Linked DNA regions of Sus scrofa: all the other regions are linked to region 3. Evidence: chromatin contacts called from public HiChIP or PLAC-seq data. All regions are on one chromosome and are shown on one strand. The core of a region is the stretch at or near the end of the contact, and the rest is flanking DNA. Distances in the headings are between cores, read along the strand shown. Region 1 holds the start of FAM76A (family with sequence similarity 76 member A). Region 2 holds the start of IFI6 (interferon alpha-inducible protein 6). Region 3 holds the start of STX12 (syntaxin 12).

Region 1 (2,700 bases), core at 147-2,646, 39 kb after region 3:
GGAGGCAGAGACCTGGGTACTATTCCAAGCATATCCACTGTGCTTGAGTTAGTCACTTAAACTTTCTAGGACTAATTTCTTTCTTCTGTGATTCTGGCATCACCACCCTGCATTGATGTGGGAGTTAAGTAAGAATTTATATGGAACTAGTCATAAATTGTGAAACAAAAGTATGAATAAGTCACAGACTAGGAATCAGAAGCCCTGGATTCTAGTCCGGTTCTCCCTCTGCCACTGTGTGATTCTTTTCAGCAGGTTCACTTTTGAAATCAAAGTGCTGAATTAAATTCATTATTGCTCACAAACATAAAACTGCCCTAAAAAACATACATATGTATGTATATATACACACACACAAACACATGATTAAATATACATGTATATATATATATATGTCCAAAAAAGGCACTCAAACATTTGAGTTTTTGAGTTCTCTCATAAATAGTAAACAAAAAGTGAAGAAGTCCTGGCTATTTGAGGCAATAATGACATACAATTATGAGTTATCCATACCAGAGACACAAACTCTGGATTATTTGGGGATATCTCAACATCACTCTCCAGTTGGCTTAGTGACTTTTACTGTATCCTCACAACACCTCTACTCATTTAAATAGGCAAAACAAGATGAAGCAACTTAAAACGAAAAAAGAGAACTTGGACCTTCGGGGTAAAAACTGATCAGCGGCTGGTTAGGGCGAGGACCGAAGGTCACTAACTAGATGCTGAAAAATCATCCTTTTGCCTCGTGAGCTTGACAGTGGGGCTTTATTATAAAGCCTCACTATGTCCCACTCCGAAACTGGCTGAGAGGTGCCCGTGAGACGCCCGAGTTCGAGACGATCCTCCCAGGCAGCACCCAACTCTGGAGTTCAGTCCCAGGCGAGGCACGGGGTCCCTAAGCCTGAAACCAGGCAGACCCCGGCAGCGGGGAAGCCAGCCCAAGAGCGACCTAGGGCGCGGCTTGTCAGGGGCGTGAGGGGGACCCGCTGTCCCCTCCCCCGACCTCGGAGGGTCAGAGAACAATCCCTCGCGGTTGCTAAGCGCCCGGACACGCCCGCCGCGGGGGCCCGGATAGGGCCTGGATCTCCCCTACATGCCTCGCCGACCCCCAATGGGGCGGGTACGGTTTCTCAGTTCTGTGAGCCAGCCACGCCCTGCCCGAGGGACCCCGCCGGGCGTCCCCGCAGAACCGGGAGCTCCGGGCCGCGCCTCCAGCGTCCCAGTTCCCGGCCGCCGCCCCAGCCCGCGCACCTTGCACAGCTGCTGCCCCTGAGACAGCGCCTCGAAGGGGAAGCGCTGGTGGCACTTGGTGCAGGCGTAGAGCGCCGCCATGTCCGGCCCGGGCCGTGCTCACCGCCCCGCCGGCCCGGCCCGCCGCTTTATCTGACAGTCTGAGGTACAACCTGGCGGCAGGCTGCGGGCTGCGGCAGGCGGGCGGGCCCTCGGGTGCGGGCGGACCAGGGCGGGCGCGGCGGCGCTGAACGCCCGTTCACTGGTTCATTTAGACGTCTATCAAGCACGAAGGGGCGGGACACGGAGCTTCTTACGACTCTGATTCGGTCTGGACTCGAGTACGCCACTTATGACGCGCGCGGCCTCGATTATGTAAAGCGCAGTCACGCGGGGGCGCCGCTGGGAGGGACGGTCTCCCGCCGGGAACCTCGGAAGCGCCTAAGACTCCTCCCACTTCGCTCTCGGTTCCCGCCTTCGCTCCTCCTCTCCCCGGCCGCTGGCGCAACCGCGCTTCTCGCGATACCTCCACGGAGTTGTGAGGTTTCAGTTTCCATGGAGTTGCCCCCTGGCAGCGGGTTGGGTGGAGTGTGTTGCATGGTTGAACCAGACCTCTGTCGCCACCCGGTGCGTGAAGATGAGCTTGTGAGAAGAAGCCTCCATCATCCGGGCAGGAGGGGCCCTCACGGCCCTCCCACTGGAGGGCCAGGAGGGAACCCTGAGAGGCAACTTAGAGGAGTGCCCTCTGAGACCCCTAAAAACGGAAAACTCTAGGGTCGCTGACCTGCAGAGAGAAATAGAGTGGCCCCAGAGAGAGCACCCCTGTGTTGTTTCTACACAGGGCCTTCTGGCTGCTAGAGTGATGACAGCTCCTCTAGGAGGGAGAAGACGGATACTAAGGAGAAGCCTTCCACCTCTGAGAGCCCTCGCGCCCCAGAGGCCCCGTCAGAGTGGGATGCAACTGGTCTGAGGCCTGCTTCCTACTGTGTCTAATCCAGACGCACCCTCAGCTTCTTTCTTGAACTGCCAGGCATTTCCTGGTTAGGCCCGGCCGGAAGGCGAGCTACGCCCTCCTATCCTAGCTACGTGTCCTAACTGCTCCCTGCCTGGGGCATCTAGGGGTAGTCCAAGGAATTGCAAACTTGTGGTTTTTTGTTTGTTTTGTTGCTTGTTTGTTTTTGTCCTATTATGGCCACACCCAGGGCCTATTGAAGTTCCCAGGCTAGGGGTCAAGAATCCGAGTCGCGCGACCACAGTAATGCCAGATCTGAGCTGCGTTTGGGAACGACACCGCAGCTCGAGGCAACATGGGATCCTTTAACCCACTGGGCAAGGCCAGGGATGGAAGCTGCAACCTCATGGATACTAGTGGGTTTCCTTACCACTGAACCACAAGAGGAACTCCCATACTTTTGGTTCTTGAGGCTTTGGCAAAGCTTCCTGCAGTGCTGACCTTTCCAAGTCTCT
Region 2 (2,789 bases), core at 138-2,637, 61 kb after region 3:
GTCAGATATCCCATCCTGTGGATGTCAGCCCGCCTGTAAACTTAGTTACCCTGCTACTTTGCAAAAGACTCATAAAAGGGTGGCCATGGTGGCAAGGATGGAGGCTATGAATGGACCCAACAACTTGGCATCCCTTTCACCAAGGCTGATCTAACAATGGCCAACAAATAGCCCACCAGCCAGCAGCAGGCAGCAGCATAGCAACATTGGTCAGAGAGAGCAGCCAGCACTGTGGTGGCAGGTCAGTTACATCAGTCCCCTTCCACTTTGGAGAAAGCAATGATTCATTTTCCTGGAATTGTTATGTACTCCAAATATGGATTGTACTTCTAGTTCTGCAAGCAATAATATCTGAAAGTTTAAAGAATACTCAATCTGGAGATCCTGTTGTGGCTCAGCGGGTTAAGGACCTGACATTGTGTTCCTGAAGATTCGGGTTCGATCCCTGGCCTGGCTCAGCGGGTTAAGGATCTGGCATTGCTGCAAGCAACAGTCACAGATACTGCTCAGATCCAGTGTTGCTGTGGCTGTGGTGTAGGCTGGCAGCTACAGCTCTGATTCCACCCCTAGCCTGGGAACTTCCATATGCCTTGGGTGTGGCTCTAAAAAGAAAAAAGAGAGAGAGAAAGGAAGAAAGAAAGAAAGAAAGCGCAATCCATTACCCAGGGCTAGAAGACCCATTTTAATGGCAAATTAAATGTGTGGCAATGGCCTCTGAACGTGGGCGTCACCGGTCTTACCATATACCCATCACCCAGAAGCAGCCAGCCTGAGAGAACAATGGAATGGAGTGATTTCATTTCCACAAGCTTTAATCTCCTCTGCAAAATAGGTCTGTACACAAATGACGGTAGTCACAAGACTTGTGGGATTGGATCTCTTTCCAGGCCCTTGTATGCAGCAAGTGCTCAATAAATGCAGGCATGATTATTACTTTGTTTTTTCAGGGACGCACCCATGGAATATGGAAGTTCTCAGGCTAGGAGTTGGATTGGAGCTGCAGCTGTTGGCCTACACCATAGCTCATGGCAACGCTGGCTACTTAACCCACTTAGCGAGGCCAGGGATCAAACCTGCAACCTCATGGTTCCTAGTCGCATTTGTTTCCACTGAGACACAATGGAAACTCTTGTGGGCATTATTATTAATTGACTCGAATTGTGAAAGACCTTGTGCCCCAAGAGGTGCTGGTGGTCTGGCTTCACTAAGCCCTGCAGGGCTGTGGACCCCACCCTAATGTGACCTGCTTTGAATACTCTTAGCTGTTTGGAAAGTCACTGGCTTGAATTATACTGTCTGGCCACTAAGCAGCTCAGCAGAGATATTGTCACTGAGCAGAGCTGTAGGGAGGAGACAAGACACTGTAGAACCCTGGAAATGGAAACTGAAACTGGAAACTTGACAGCAATTGGCCACTTGGGGAGGAGAGTTACAGCAGTGGGAAGGATTATAAAAATCCAGCCTGAGAGCCGTTATCTCACTGCTACTGCCATCTATCAGCAGGCTCCAGGCAAGAAGATTTCTTTTCTGCTCTCTTCAAGGTAAACCCAGAAGCTATAAGGTGTGGGTGTCAGGCTGCCTGCCTGTGAGCCTCAGGCCATGAGGGCCAGGATGCCCATTCCTCAGGGAGGCTACACCATTGAGTCCCCTTTAGTGTCCTGGACTAAGACTGGTCTGAGGGCATGGGTTGGTGGGCTTTTAGGGGTTGGGATGCTAAGCTGCAGGAGCTATGAGACTTCGCTTATAGGTGCCATGTCAACAGTATATGGCCTTAATCCTGTCCCTTTGACTCCTCATCTGTGAAATAAGGATCAAGCTACTTTACCTGCCCAAGGGACTGGATGATCTCTGAAAGCCCTTTATCCTAGGATCTACTGTGACAGTGAGTTTATCTTTGAGGATAGATGACAGGATCTGAAGTAAACCTCCAAAGTGTGGGTCTGGGCATCAGTCAATTATGGCTTTAAATCCTGATTCTGCTACAGCTGGGCAGGCCTGGGAGTGTTACTTTTCTGAGTTTGAGTTTCCTTATGTATAATACGTGGTTGAGAATAACGGCACCCGAGTTCCCGCCGTGGCACAATGGTTAACGAATCCTACTAGGAACCATGAGGTTGCAGGTTTGATCCCTGGCCTTGCTCAGTGGGTTAGGGATCCAGCATTGCCGTGAGCTGTGGTGTAGGTTGCAGACGCGGCTCCGATCCCAAGTTGCTGTGGCTCTGGCGTAGGCTGGCGGCTACAGCTCTGATTCGACCCCTAGCCTGGAACCTCCATATACCGTGGGAGCGGCCCAAGAAAATGGCAAAAGACAAAAAAAAAAAAAAAAAAGAATAACGGCACCTACTTCATGGGGTTGTTATGGGTATACATAACTTTGTGCCAGAAAGTGCTAAGTAAGTACTCAACATAGGGGAAATTGTTGGGGGTTTTGTTGTTGTTTGTTTTTAATTCAAGGAAAAAGCATTAAGCAGACAAAGATCACATTAGAGTTGGGGGGGATATGTGTTCTCCTATTTTGTAGTGTCATGGAAATAGCATAGGTTTTGGATTCTGACAGACCTGAGATGTGTCTAGGCTGCACAATTTGCTCTGTGACCTTGGGCTAGCTCCTTTACCCTCCTTTCTTTCTGAAAAACGAATATGAGATCAGTGTTTGGTGCCTGTAAATATTCAATGCATTGTAAGAATAAGTCTATCAGGAGTTCCCTGGTGATTCAGTGGGTTAAGGATCTGGCATTGCCACTGCTGTGGTTTGAGTCACTTCTGTGGTGCAGGTTGGACCCCTGGCC
Region 3 (2,901 bases), core at 121-2,620:
TCTTTCCACTTTCCAAGCATCCAGGCTCAAACGCTTTCCATCAGAAACTTTCCCTAGCTCAAAATTCTACATTATACATTTAAATTTAAAGCAAAGTGATAGATAGAACATAACTGTAATTCAGGGCCAGCTAGTTCTACTTATTAACAGAGGACAACCAAGCTCACAAAAACACAATAAAAAACAAGGATGATGATGATACCATTCTTTCCAAATAGTCGCTGCTGACCTCTTGTTTACAAGGTTCTGAGCTGATTTTCAGGCACAAGAAATAGCTTGTATTTGACTCATTCAACTGCAGTCTCATTCAGACCCTAATGTTGGATGGTGTGTAGTTTTAAGACAAGCAATGACATTCTGAAATCCACCACCAACTCTGCCATGTCTTACTTGCTAGCTGATGGAGACTAAGTCCCTTTGCCTGTCTCATGTTAGTTCAAAAGAGTAACTAAATGGGGAAGGAAAACAAAACCCTCATTGGCTTGAAATCCAAAAATATATGCATATCTTTTGCTACAAAGACAACGTAAGTTGAAATGTTTTCGGTGAAATCTCTTTATTAAAGCAGAATCTCACCCCTTAAAGTCATTGTGTCTGATTTCAAAATCCATTACAGAAAGAACTGGGTTAAAATCACCAAAACATATGCACTCTCCACTTCCCTTAATTGAAAGCTGCTGACGTCCAAGAAGCCAGAAGCTGAGCAGAAAGTAAAGTCTAAACCAGTAAACAACTCCAGACCCAGACCAAAGAGGAAAGAGAGGTGGGTGGAGGGAGGCAGATGACAGGAAAAACTCGGCTGACCACTGCACCACGTCGACTCACTTAGTACTCTGGAGAGGACACATATACACCCTCCCACCCCGGAGTTGTCAGGACTGTAGTCCTGGCCCCAACACCTTTAGGGCAAAACTCTTGAGAAGAAACTCGAGCTTCAGCTGGGGCTAGGGACTCTCAGGGAGCCTGGGCCTGGCAGACTCGAGGATGGCAGCCCGCCGCACCCAGAGCGGAGGGCCCGAGACGGCCTCGGCTGTGGCCTTGGCCGGGCTCCGCGTCCCGGTAGTCTCACCCAGGCCTGTCCCCAGGATGGTCCCCGCCCCCCAGCCCGGTACCCCGGCTCACTGGCTTGGCTGATCCGCTGGATGTTGCCACTGCACGTCTGGATGATGCTGTTGAAGTCCCGGAGCGGGGGCCCCGAGGCCCCCGGGTTCCGGTACATGTCTAGGGGACCGTAGGACATGACGAGGAGCCGAGACCGACTTGCCCTGCACCGCGCTCCTACCGGAAGCAGCCGCCAGACCCGACCCGCAGGCTGACAGGGAAACCGGGAAGAGAAAGGGCTGGGAAGGGGATGAAGCTGCGTGCGCACTAGCCCCGCCCCCTCGCGGCGCGCACGCGTCCGTCCCCGACCCGACCGGCCCCACAATGCGCAGGCGCTGTTGGAACTGGTGCCGAGATGGGTAGCTTGGAGACCTGACGCTCTGGGGCTTGGGGATGCAGGGCGGAGCGATGACATCATACCTTTGGGGCTCGGATTGGAGGATCTGGGGTGGCGGTGTTGTTTATCGCCAGGGCACGGTGACAAGAAGGCAAGAATTTTTCGATTAGCATAAAATTGTACCAGATGATCTCAGCCCTAACGTCCTATTCTGTTCTATTCTGAGACTTCAGGCCCAAATATGGGAGAATTTGATAACCTTGAAGCTCAGATGCGTAACCAAACTCCTGAAATCCCTCACTCTGCTTCCAGCCTCAAAGGCTTTGGTAGGATTTGTGGAGAACTTTTATGGTTTACAAATCGCTCTCATTCTACCACCCCTCTTGTAGTCTCGTAGTCTAAACAATAAAACGATAATAATAATGGTAAGATTTATTGAGCACATATTATGTGTGACCCCTCACTGCAATTCAGTTGTTCTCTCTCTCTTTTTTTTTTTTTTTTTTTTTGCCTTTTTTGCATTTTGAGTGAATGACCTCAATGTTCCCATAAAAGACTGCATTTTGTAAGCGTATGATAAATGGAAATACAGGGGTAGGATTTTGCTTTGGGAGGAGATCAAGATAGACGTGAAGGCGAACTGGCAGTGTTTGTTTCCTGTGTTCTCCACCGCACCTCACACCAAGTCTGCTTTACTATCTCTGGGAAATAGCCAAGGCAGGAAGCTGCTTGCCTGAGTTGGGGGGGACACCCCAAATGGGTGAATGAGCCTGCATTCAGCCTTAGAACTTTTGTAAGCAAGGCTATCTCTATTTTCTGTTAGAGCATTTGTAACAGAGGTTTTTTGTTTTGTTTTGTTTTGTTTTTTTCTTTTTAGAAAAGGACAGATGACATTTGACATTTAGGGGCTCTCATTCTGGTTATTAAAACCCTACCATTTCTTAGAATCCATAGTTTTATGTCATATAGCAAATCATGTAAATTTTACTTTTTTACCTATAAAATCTTCTTGAGAATGTTTTCATTAACATTTGACTCTATTTAAAGTGAAGTTTGGAGTTTCCGTGTGGCTCAGTGGTTAACGAATCCGACTAGGAACCATGAGGTTGCAGGTTCGATCCCTGGCCCCACTCAGTGGGTTAAGGATCTGGTGCTGCCGTGAGCTGTGGCGTAGGTCACAGGGTCTGCTCAGATCCTGCGTTGCTGTGGCTATGGCCGGCAGCTACAGCTCCAATTAGACCCCTAGGCTGGAAACCTCCAAATGCCACTGGTGTGGCCTTAGAAATGACCAAAAAAAAAAAAAAGATTTAAAAAAAGTGAAGTTCAGTAAATGTATTTTTCTCCGAGGATTGAAGACATGGTGGTGGTTGTTATTGTTGGTTTCTTTCTCCATCTCAAATAAAAGTGGTTTTCCATCTGTGTCTTGGCTATCTTGTGCTATCTCTCATAGCAATACGTTTGTG

What was found. HiChIP or PLAC-seq counts read pairs in DNA pulled down with a chosen protein or histone mark.
Region 1: an H3K27ac HiChIP or PLAC-seq map of skeletal muscle shows a contact between it and region 3. The contact joins the promoter of FAM76A here to the promoter of STX12 in region 3. A contact is called at or near these places in 1 of 5 promoter capture datasets (fetal liver), 11 of 47 Hi-C or Micro-C datasets (blood, brain, embryonic fibroblasts and 6 more) and 2 of 2 datasets of contacts at active chromatin or transcription factors (alveolar macrophages and skeletal muscle).
Region 2: a contact with region 3 is called in an H3K27ac HiChIP or PLAC-seq map of alveolar macrophages. The contact joins the promoter of IFI6 here to the promoter of STX12 in region 3. A contact is called at or near these places in 3 of 5 promoter capture datasets (fetal liver and liver), 12 of 47 Hi-C or Micro-C datasets (alveolar macrophages, blood, embryonic fibroblasts and 7 more) and 2 of 2 datasets of contacts at active chromatin or transcription factors (alveolar macrophages and skeletal muscle).

What each region holds. Positions count from the first base shown.
Region 1 is chr6:84,878,790-84,881,489 of Sscrofa11.1, reverse strand. It overlaps FAM76A (family with sequence similarity 76 member A), which reads right to left and starts at 1,396. Exons shown (of 5, transcript NM_001243460.1): 1 at 1,255-1,396. The coding sequence starts at 1,335.
Region 2 is chr6:84,856,670-84,859,458 of Sscrofa11.1, reverse strand. IFI6 (interferon alpha-inducible protein 6) reads left to right here and starts at 1,387. Exons shown (of 5, transcript XM_021095660.1): 1 at 1,387-1,541.
Region 3 is chr6:84,917,296-84,920,196 of Sscrofa11.1, reverse strand. STX12 (syntaxin 12) reads right to left here and starts at 1,370. Exons shown (of 9, transcript NM_001243442.1): 1 at 1,123-1,370. The coding sequence starts at 1,240.